2 separate regions of the Arachis hypogaea genome follow, and region 2 is linked to region 1. Evidence: chromatin contacts called from public Hi-C data. All regions are on one chromosome and are shown on one strand. Each heading gives the region's core, a stretch centred on a gene start, on an enhancer-like site or on the middle of the called end of the contact. The rest is flanking DNA. Distances are from core to core; before and after follow the strand shown.

Region 1 (6,062 bases), core at 2,935-5,434:
CAAATGACATCTCACTAAGTTGAGTTGGTTGACTGGAAAGCTCACCAGTCGGGTTCGAATTACGCATTGTGTATGCTGCTACTCATTAGCCAATAATAGATCAGAGTTCTGATTCACAACGGATTAGTTTTTGGTCTGCCAAGCACAGAGATATTGTAAGGAACCAAGGGAGGATATAAGTAGAAAGTTGTGGGTAGGGCTGGAAGTGAGCCGAGCTTAGCCGAGCTAGGCCAAGCTCAAGCTCGGCTCACGAAAATTGAGCTTGGCTCACGGCTCGACTCATTAACAATCGAGCTTATTTTTTAAGCTCAAGCTCGGCTCACCAAAAGCTCACGAGCTGGCTCGAGCTCACGAGCTGGCTCAAATAAGAGAAACATAGATACATAATTTATAATTTTATATCAATAAATTATAACTTATATATTTTTAAAAATATTTGAAAAGATCAATTTTGTATATTGTTTATCTATCAATAAATTATAAATTTTTTATTTATGTCCTATATTAAAATTATATGTAAAAAATAAATATAAATATTAAATAATTAAGATTGTTATAATATATATATAATCGAGCTAGCTCACGAGCTAATGAGCTGAGCTTATCCAAGCTCAAGCTCGACTCATTTAATTTATGAGCTCAATTTCAGGCTCAAGCTTGGCTCACAAGCTCACGAGCTTAGCTTATGGAGCTGTTAACGAGTCGAGCTCGAGCTGGCTCATGAGCTGGCTTGACTCACTTCCAGCCCTAGTTGTGGGATGTGAACTAATATGATTTAGGAAAATGTGATTTGATTTAGAGGGAACCAAAATTTTGGGTACTTATGCTGTATAGTTTAGCCATGAAATAAAACTGATTTGCAGGGATGCAATAATGGAGTACTCAAGGCAGATAAAGGTATTGGGGAGCCTTTTATTTGGATTGTTATCAGAAGCACTTGGACTGAACCCTGAATATCTTGAAAGCATAGATTGTGCAAAAGGGCATTCAATTCTGTGTCACTATTATCCACCATGTCCTCAGCCTGAACTCACTCTTGGCACTACCAAACACTCAGATCCTGGCTTTCTCACAATTCTGCTCCAAGATCACATTGGTGGCCTACAAGTTTTGTGGCAAAATCAGTGGATCAATGTTCCCCCTGTTCATGCTGCTTTGGTAGTTAACATTGGAGATATGCTACAAGTGAGTCCAATATTTTTCTAATCTATTAAAATCTTTCAGTTTTTATAGAGACATGATATTTCATTTCAACCCTATATTTGATCATTTTAAATCTCAATTGTTTGTTCTCTATATGACGCGTGAATCTTTCGTGGAATCAGCCATCGATACTGTTATTAAGTTAAGCCGCCTACATTACACCTTTTTGACAGGATGTTTATGCACTGGACTACCGTTTATGGCATGTGAATCCTTTCCAATAGACGCATAATTTATAATGTAACTAGAGCAAAATCATATATCCTGTAATAATCTTAATTTATGGTACCATTTGCAGTTGATATCTAATGAAAATTTCAAAAGCGTGGAGCATCGTGTTGTGGCAAACCATAGAGGACCTAGAGTATCAGTTGCATCTTGCATGCTTCTTCACTCTTGATAACTACCCATCACAAAGAATATATGGTTCCATCAAGGAGTTACTTTCACAAGATAACCCCCCTCTCTATAGGGATACATCATTACAAGATTTTAATGCTTATTACTATAACAAGGGACTTGGTGGCAATTCTGCTCTTTATCATTTTTTGTTGCAAAGATAAAATATGATATCACAAAATATGGTTTTAGAGAACATAATATAGGGCTCAAACACTTGCTGTATCAACATATCATATTCACATTTCTAAGGCTACTTAGAGATTAATGTATGTGGTCCAGAGTAGTATACTTGTTAGAAATAGCAATGTTCATCACTCATGATCACTCTACAGTCTCCATCAACAATAATCTATGCTCCCATAATCCTTCTCTCTTTATGGGGAAACATTATTGCAGGATTACAGAGCATACTTTTATGACAAAGCACTTGATGGAAATTCAGCTCTTTACCATTTTAAGTTACACGGATAGATATTAAGCATTATGCACCTGCATCTGAATGATATTAAGCACTGGTCTTGTTTTCATTATATTATAGTTATACTATATATATATTATGGTGCGATATGTGGTGGCCACAAATTTGCTGTGGCTATGATGCCTATGCTAGTTGCTACAATTATTTCTTTACACGTAAACAAAAAGGGATTTTTTTCCCTTCATTTTCTCACTGTTACACCCTCAACCTCAACCGTTCAACCATAGTTACCCGCAACACTTCTTTTGTTTTTTTTTCTGGACAAGGCCTTGGCCAAACCCGACCCAGACTAGAAACCAATCGTAACCTGAACACCCCGACCCGGAATCCAAACGGTAACCCCTCCAATACTATAACACATTTTGATCTCTAGCTCCCTCTTAACGGATCTTCATGCGGGAGCAGACCATTGGTGGTGCATCCATGGTGACTTGACTCCCTCCCGCCGACGTGGTTCAATTCATTCCTGTGTGTGCTATGTCGCTGCTGTTACCATTGAAGTCCTCGGTCCTCTGTTGCGGTCCTTGTCCTTGTCGAATGTTTTCGTAGAGAACTTAACCACACTAAAGAACACTCCATTTGTCACCATCTGATTGAAGAGTCAACTCATAGTCACCGTTAGCCACCATAGCCACGGGCACCAGAGACGCAGCCATTATATGTATATTTTAAAAAAAATGTTTCCTGAATAAGCATATATATTATTACCATAATGCTATTGATTGATATTAATAGATCATAAGTTTGAGCGTGGCTTTCTAAAGCTGCAAACATACGCTCTGCCTCTGTTTTTACGACATCAATTAATATTGATTTTTGAAAATAAAACTATAATAGCTCCAAAAATGTTGAAATGGAAAATCAAATACTTCTAGACAATACCAAAATAATAATAATAATAATAATAATAAACAAAAAATTTCCAGACAAAACCATATTTGGGCCACTATAAAGTTTTGTTTTTGGAGATTGGACCTTTCAATCTTAAATAAAACTGGGTTAGACTTGGATCATGTCAGATGACAGTCTGGTTTTTGTGTTAAGAAACAAAAATCAGTTTTATAAATCTAATTGTGTTAGCTGGGTTTATTTTAATGTGTTGGGTAAAGACCAAGATGTAAATGGAAGTAGTATATTTTTAAGTTTCTAACACTGATAAAGTCCAAAAAAAAAAAAGTTTCCAGCAATCAGCAACATATCATAGTTACATTTGAGTTTATAAACACTGATAAGCAGCGGAGTCCTAGACCAAGTGTTGATGATATTGCCTCTTAATCAAGCTACACCAAATTCAACTTCCAGCTGAGACTGGGACTGATAACATTTGAGTTTATAAACTTTTATATTTGTCTTGCAGGAATTGGTATTGATATTTTACTGGGAATAAGTAAAAACGGCTTACATTTTAGTTGTATTTGATGATACATCAGTAACAGTTACAGATATTTTTTTTACAAAATGGATGGCATTTTTAATACTTATAAATCCAATCTAATGAGTTATGGACCACTGATCGAATAACACGTATGTCATTTCTTGACCCAAAAAAAAGCAAGAATAACAGGTGATTTAACTAAGCCATAAAAACTTTATTGAAATAGAGCACATATAAGAGAATATGAGTAATAATTATTAATGATTATATTTCTAAGTTTCTCGAGTTAGATATCGAGTGAATAGATCCCATTATAGGTATGCTTGGTTTAATATTTGTTTTATATTAGAATTATTTCTTTTGAGAATTAATAAGGATCAAATTTTAAAGTTGTTTAATTTAAAAACTTAAATAATATATCTTAAAATTATTTATTCTAAAAACATAAGGAGAACATTGAATTTGTCCTCTCTGTGTTAGAACTAACGTGGTCAATAAGAAGTGTATATCAGTACATGTAATGGTCAATTATACGGTAAACAGATTAATCTATAGAAAAATAAAGATATTTCGTAAATGTAGATTCAGCTTGACACATAATTTCTGTGATAATTGAGATTCATGATTGTTGTCAATGAGAAACAAAAATATCACAGTTAGCCAGATATAGGCGTGGAATGGCTCAACTAGTGAGCCGCACTGTGCACGAGGCCATAGAATATCCGTTACGTGAATACTATGAGGTAGGAATAACTGTTGCTTATGGGCCTGGTTGAATATGAGTTTGGACTTTGGAAAAAAGGGATCTTGTTTATTTTCTTTTATTAACGTTCGTCTGTTTGTGGACCCGTAATATATTTTTTTTCATTGACCATAGGAATAATGCGAACGATTTTAATTTGTTGTATTATAACTTACCAGAATAATGTGAAGCCGGACAAATAATAATGATAATAGCTCTCGACCGTTTGCACCTATTCTTTTCGTACAAGTGAACTTCCAACTTCAACCAGCAATCATAAATACCACCGACGACCCTGCGGAACAGTCCAAGAGGATCACTCAGTCCTGGAAGAGCAAGGCCTGTTACAGAAGAATGTTAAAAAAATCAGAACAAAAGCAGAAGGATTTACGGGAGACCAAATCCTTGTGCCAAGAGATGAGGAGTGGATGCATGAACAACATGGCCAAAAAGAAACACAATGGAAAGGGAGATCTTTCGCTCAAATAGTAAGAGAGGGCCCAAGAAAGAAATTTCTGGAGGAAGACCTAATAGAGAAGGATGCAGAAGATGAAGAAATGATCAAAGAAACTAATGAAAACGCATACAATCAGAACACAGATGTCAGAGTAGAAAAAATTGAAAATGGGCTTTTCAATATTGTCATTGATAAAGTCAGTGAAAGAAGATTATGGAAGATTTGGTGGAATACTCTCATAGTAAAATTACTAGGAAAGAAAGTGGGGTATGCTGCAATGAAACGAAGACTAGAAGCTACGTGGAGTAAAAAAGGGGGTATTGAAGTGATTGACTTGGGAGAAGAGTACTATATATCTTGTTAAGCTGTATGCAAGTGAGGACTTCGACCATGCATTACTAGAGGGCCTTGGAAGGTCTATGACCATTATCTTACCGTGAGATTATGGGAACCTAACTTTAACCCCCAACTAGCAACAATTGACAAAGTGACGGCATGGATAAGGCTACCTAGACTTCCGATTGAACTATATGATAGAAGCATTTTAAGACAAATTGAAAACCTTGTTAGAAGGACGGTAAAGGTAGATAACAACACAGCTAAATTGTGCAGGAAAAATTTGCTACTTGCTAGACTCTGTGTAGAAGTGGATTTGACAAAGCCTCTTCTAGGAAGATATCTCATTAATGGGAGGGAATATAGAGTGGAATATGAAGGCATCTATCAAATATGTTTCAGCTGCGGGAAGGTGGACCATGATAAAAAAAATTGTCCAAATAAAAAGGAATTAACCAATGAAAATGGGGCTCAAAGCAATACTAATAAGGGAGTAAGTAATGAAATGCCTGAAGAAATGAATCAAGAAAATCGCCAGGGAGAAGGAAGCAAAAAAAAAGGAGGATACTGCAAAGGAGAAGCAAATTGCAACAGATGCACATGATAGGTTTGGGGAATGGATGGTGGTCCAAAAGCCCAAAAGGGAAAAGAAGATCCTAAAGGATGGTGTTAACCAAAATGAAGCAGAGACGAGTAAAGCAAGGGGACAAGAAATAGAATCAAATAACAGATCAAGATTCATTGTTCTACAAATAGAGGAAACATCATATGAAGAACTAGAGCAACAAAAGGAAAAAGACAGCAACAACAACAAAGAAAAGGAGACCATTGGTAAAAGTAGAGGCAAAGAAAGAGCAAAAAATGATTCATCTAAAGGAGCAAGAACCATAACAGCAAATAAAAAAGGAAAAGAGGTGGTGACAGACAACACAAATTCAAACCAAAATCAAAGCATACCAACACCAACAGAACCAAGAGCAAGGATCCTAACAAAAAGCACCAAAGATACAACAACCATAGAAGAACCTCAACAAATCAAAAAATGAAAAGGAGAATGCCACTATGAGAA
Region 2 (5,828 bases), core at 251-2,750, 45 kb before region 1:
TATGCTTACCCGTGAATTATAGAACCATTTCCGACAACATTTTAAGTTGTAACTCATTTGAAGATGTCTGAGACCCTAAACTGCAAAACAAAAACAAAACCAAAAAAATGAATACTTGAAAAAGACAGTAAAAGAAAAGAACTCAAATATTGAAACCTGAAGCCCAATAGTGTTAATCCCACTTTGGAATAAATAACTAAAAGTAGAAACAGTATGTATTTGGAGGAAGAAGAAGAAGTATGCAAGAATCTTTTCATGCTTTCAAGCGCGTGACGTGCAGCAGATTCCAACGCCATTCAACTCTTCCGATAACCACTTCTCCAATCTCTATTTATTGCTGCGGTGGCACATTTTTGAATATCCTTGTTTTTCCCCATCGTGCTTCCTCCATCTCTGGGTCGCCACGACTTCTCCGGACTTCCGAAATCTCCCTTCCTATTTAGTCTGACATTTAAGATAAACTTCAAATCTTCAACTACAATCTCAATCCTACTGGTTATTGGAATATCATCTGCTGTTCTCTTCACCTTGTGCTCATAGTCTTTGTTGCTAAACCTTCTTCTTCATCTGGGTTTACTAAGTTCTTTTTCCTTTGACACATGGCTTTTTTTTGCTGCCATAGACAAAGATATTTGTAACTTCTAGCTCTATTTTGATAAATGGAACTGTCCAGACAATCTTGGTGACTTAAAACACAATTTTCAGTTGGTGACATGAAGAGAAAAATAAGAAAAAAGAGAAGAATCAGAGAATGTGAAGGTTGGTAGGGGTGGTGAGAGAAGGGTATGAATTAAGTTTTTTTTTGTTGTTACTTTTTAATTTTCAGTCATTAAAACTTTTAAAAGTGAAACGGAAGAGAGTAATTTGATTTTCAAAATGAATTTGTGCAGGAAAATTCCGCTTCGATACCGTGGAGGGAATCCTGTTTTTTGCCTGCAACGTGTCGGTCTAGAGAAAATTTAGTTTTGGAGGAAATACTGTAGATTGGACTGCTTAACCTTTAAATAGATATAAATAGATTATTTTTCAGACATTTAGGTAGCGTTTGGTAGAGAGACAGAGACAGAAAGACTGAGACTGAGAGACAGAGACTAAGAGACAGGGATTGAAATAAATCTCAGTATTCTGTTTTGTGTAAAATGAGAGACAGGAATTGAAACAAGAATGAAACTCTAATTTAATTTGCACAAAGGGTAAAATTGAAATTAATTAATTGAAATGAAAGTATTTTAGGTATAAAATGTTATTAAAGTTTCAGTTTCCATCTCTAAAAATTTCAGTCCCTGTGTCCCTATTTTTTGAAAGTACTAAAATACTGAAATTTTAGAGACAGAGACAAAAATTTTAGTACCAGTCTCTGAACTAACAAACACGATACTGACTACTGAGTCTCAGTCAATCTCTCAATCTCTATCTCAATACCTCAAAACAAACGCTACCTTAGTAATGGAGGTTGCACATGGCAACAGCTTACATCACGTGAGACTAATAACAACGTTGCAGAGCATTAGCACGTGCGATATGGCAATATGAAAAAAATTTATTAGTTGATGCGAGACTAAGAGAGGTAAAGGTCAATCTTGTAACACTCATCGCTGTCACAACTCACAACCACAATGATTGTCGCCGGGGCCGGAAATCCCGCAATCAACGACCGCTTGAGACAATTGAAGGCTTTTGATGAATCCAGAGCCGGAGTCAAAGGCCTCGTTGACTCCGGCATCACCAAACTCCCACAAATCTTCATTCGCCCCCCGGAAGAGCTTACCGCCGGCGACCCATCTCCGGGAGAACCGACACCTACCCAGTTCAGTATTCCAGTCATCGACCTCAAGGATATCTCCGGAGACCGAGCCGGATTAGTGGTGGGCGTAAGACATGCGGCGGAGACGGTGGGGTTTTTCCAGGTGGTGAATCACGGGATCCCCGTGAAGCTTCTGGAAGAGACGCTGACGGCGGCGCGTGAGTTTCACGAGCTGGCACAGGAGGTGAAAGGAGAGTACTACACAAGGGAGATGATGAAGAAAGTGAAGTATGTTAGCAACTTTGATTTGTATCAATCAAAATATGCTAATTGGAGAGACACACTGTTCTGTGTTATGGGCCCTGAACCCCTTGATCCTCAAGAACTGCCTACCGCATGCAGGTAGGTAATCACTGATTAATCTTGTATCCTATGGATTTAATTAGTAACTAATTCACCAAAAGTTGGTAAACTAACTAGTTTTTTGTTTCCCATGCTATCTCCTCGCCTAAGAGGATAAGTACTAATTCTTTGCGAATTTGAACTCTATTTATAAATTTTTGTTGGACAATAAATTATTGCATATTCAAGACAAGATTTCAAATTCTCAACACTTAGTTTAAGTAAATGAGTAATTTGACTATCTGAACAATCCAAATTAGTTATAAACTAACTTTTAATTAGTTAACCTTAAGAAATTTAGTATTTAAATTTATAATTTAAAATTTATAAATAAAATAATTTAAAAACGTTAGCTGATGTTGGTTAAAAAAATTAGTTAGGTAACATCAATCTTAATTCAGAGTACATAACTACCTAGTTTAATTTGCAGGGAAGTGACAATGGAATATTCAAGGCAAGTGAAGGATTTGGGGAAGGTGTTATTTGAATTGCTATCAGAGGCACTTGGACTTAATCCTGAGCATCTTGCAAGCTTGGATTGTGCAAAAGGGCACTCAATTTTGTACCATTATTATCCACCATGTCCTGAGCCAGAACTCACCATGGTAACTACCAGACACTCTGATCCCGATTTTCTAACTCTTCTGCTTCAAGATCACATTGGTGGCCTCCAAGTTTTTACCCAAAATGGTTGGATTGATGTGCCTCCTCTTCATGGAGCTATAGTAGTCAACATTGGAGATTTGCTACAAGTAAGTCCAATTCTTTTAAATTGAGTTGAAAATGCATGATTAGACTAGTGCTATAATATGATCATACTACAGCTAATGTCCAACGACAAATTCAAGAGTGTGGAGCACCGTGTACTTGCAAATCATGTAGGCCCAAGAGTATCAGTGGCATGCTTTTTCACTCTTCATCTTCACCAAACAAGAAGAATGTATGGCCCCATCAAGGAACTCTTGTCTGAGGATAACCCTCCAGTGTATAGGGATACATCACTCAAAGACTTCATCGCTTACTATGATAGCAAGGGCCTGCGTGACCATGGCATTTCAGCTCTTTCCCATTTTAAGTTAATGGGTTAATTATGGCATGGAATTCGACTTAGATTAATACTTCATACTCATAAATAGCTCCTAACTTGGGACATAAATAAAATTATGTATGTTAAACTTTGACATACAACGGAGAATTTGGGTCATATTTTGTAGTTGAAAGATGAGTTGTCGGGACTAAAATTATGAAATTTTACTACCACTAGAATAATGACTATTCACTATTTTGTGTAATTTCTTCTTTTCTTTTTTTTTTTATGTTTGAGAAAATGATGAATTTAACAAGGATATCAATAATAAACGCTCATTTTAAGAAGGATATGAAGTAACTGAAGAAAAGTACGTATTATATCACTAAGAAATAGAGGGGGCATAATTAGAGTGAAATTAAATAATATCTTCATTACCATTGCGATAAGAAGTCAAAGGGTTTTGACTTTGGAGGAATAAACTATCATTTAAGTCAATTTAATTTTGACAAAATAAATTTTAAAATAAAAAATATTTTGGTCTTCAAAATATTATATTAATTTTACAAAATATATATAGGAAGATGTGTTTGGGAAAAAAAAATCCTAAAGATCAAATTTTAATGCATATTTTTGTAGGATGCTTGATAAAATGAGACATTTATAATATCTTTTAAATTTAATGATTTTCTTTTTTACATGAACAAAAAAATGGTTAATTTTATGAGATTGAAATTATTTTAGAAGTCCAAAATATCATCTCTTCTCAAAAGCTATTTTGTCAAAAAATAAAATCTTTTTAAGATTAGAAGCATTTTGCACTCTCCAACAATGTCTGTCGCCGACACCGGCGGAGTTTCAACATCTTACAATCGTCTCCAGCAACTGAAGTCCTTCGATGAATCCAAAGCTGGCGTCAAGGGCCTCGTTGACTCCGGCATCACCAAACTCCCACAAATCTTCATCCGCCCTCCGGAAGAACTCGCCGCCGACAACCAGACTCCGTCCCAGTTCACGATTCCAGTCATCGACCTCAAGGGTGTCTCCGGAGACCATTCCAAAATGGTTGCTGCAGTCCGAGAGGCGGCGGACACGGTGGGCTGTTCCAAGTGGTGAATCATGGGGTGCCATTGAAGGTGCTGGAAGAAACGCTGACGGCGGTGCGTGAGTTCCACGAGTTGCCACAGGAAGTGAAGGGAGAGTATTACACGAGGGATAAGATGAAGAAGGTGAAATATGGTAGCAACTTTGATTTGTATCGAACGAGGTATGCTAATTGGAGAGACACACTGTTGTGTGTTATGGGTCCTGATCCTCTTCATCCTCAGGAATTGCCTTTGGTTTGTAGGTTCGTAATATAACTTTGATATTCAGAATAACATTTTGCAATTAATTTATCAAGATTATGTATTTACTTATGGAAACTATTTTTATTCTCGATACTCGAATTGCGTATACTTGACTAGAAGATTATAATGTCTTGCTACCTTGGCTATAGCGACACTTTGGTCGGATGGGCTCTTATATGCAGCCATAGTTAATTATCAAAATGACATCTCACTAAGTTGAGTTGGTTGACTGGAAAGCTCACCAGTCGGGTTCGAATTACGCATTGTGTATGCAGCTACTCATCAGCCAATAATAGATCAGAATTCCGATTTACAACGGATTAGTTTTTTGTCTGCCAAGCAGAGAGATACTGTGAGGAACCAAGGGAGGATATAAGTAGAAAGTTGTGGGATGTGAACTAATATGATTTAGGAAAATGTGATTTGATTTAGAGGGAACCAAAATTTTGGGTACTTATGCTGTATAGTTTAGCTATGAAATAAAACTGATTTGCAGGGATGCAATAATGGAGTACTCAAGGCAGATAAAGGTATTGGGGAGCCTTTTATTTGGATTGTTATCAGAAGCACTTGGACTGAACCCTGAATATCTTGAAAGCATAGATTGTGCAAAAGGGCATTCAATTCTGTGTCACTATTATCCACCATGTCCTCAGCCTGAACTCACTCTTGGCACTACCAAACACTCAGATCCTGGCTTTCTCACAATTCTGCTCCAAGATCACATTGGTGGCCTACAAGTTTTGTGGCAAAATCAGTGGATCAATGTTCCCCCTGTTCATGCTGCTTTGGTAGTTAACATTGGAGATATGCTACAAGTGAGTCCAATATTTTTCTAATCTATTAAAATCTTTGTTTTTATAGAGACATGATATTTCATTTCAACCCTATATTTGATCATTTTAAATCTCAATTGTTTGTTCTCTATATGACGCGTGAATCTTTCGTGGAATCAGCCATCGATACTGTTATTAAGTTAAGCCGCCTACATTACACCTTTTTGACAGGATGTTTATGCACTGGACTACCGTTTATGGCATGTGAATCCTTTCCAATAGATGCATAATTTATAGTGTAACTAGAGCAGAATCATATATCCTGTAATAATCTTAATTTATGGTACCATTTGCAGTTGATATCTAATGAAAATTTCAAAAGCGTGGAGCATCGTGTTGTGGCAAACCATAGAGGACCTAGAGTATCAGTTGCATGCTTCTTCACTCTTGATAACTACCCATCACAAAGAATATATGGTCCCATCAAGGAGTTACTTTCACAAGATAACCCCCCTCTCTATAAGGATACA

Evidence for each region. Hi-C and Micro-C count contacts between places; a contact is called where the count stands out from the background.
Region 2: a Hi-C map of an unstated tissue shows a contact between it and region 1, with 2.1 times the contacts expected there. The contact joins the promoter of LOC112751742 here to the enhancer-like site in region 1. A contact is called at or near these places in 2 of 8 Hi-C or Micro-C datasets (leaf and an unstated tissue).

What each region holds. Positions count from the first base shown.
Region 1 is chr15:157,474,828-157,480,889 of arahy.Tifrunner.gnm2.J5K5, reverse strand. It overlaps LOC112751737 (a long non-coding RNA gene), which reads right to left. Exons shown (of 4, transcript XR_003176485.3): 3 at 4,377-4,541; 4 at 2,102-2,767. It also overlaps the pseudogene LOC112751736. Among protein-coding and RNA genes, the nearest start is that of LOC112751739, 7.1 kb to the left of the region's middle. Within about 2 kb of position 4,184, at least 3 of the 3 cell types and tissues checked have open chromatin away from gene starts, as enhancers often do.
Region 2 is chr15:157,516,977-157,522,804 of arahy.Tifrunner.gnm2.J5K5, reverse strand. It overlaps LOC112751742 (1-aminocyclopropane-1-carboxylate oxidase homolog 1), which reads left to right and starts at 1,500. Exons shown (of 3, transcript XM_025800970.3): 1 at 1,500-2,146; 2 at 2,577-2,898; 3 at 2,971-3,438. The coding sequence starts at 1,617. The coding sequence ends at 3,234. It also overlaps the pseudogene LOC112751740.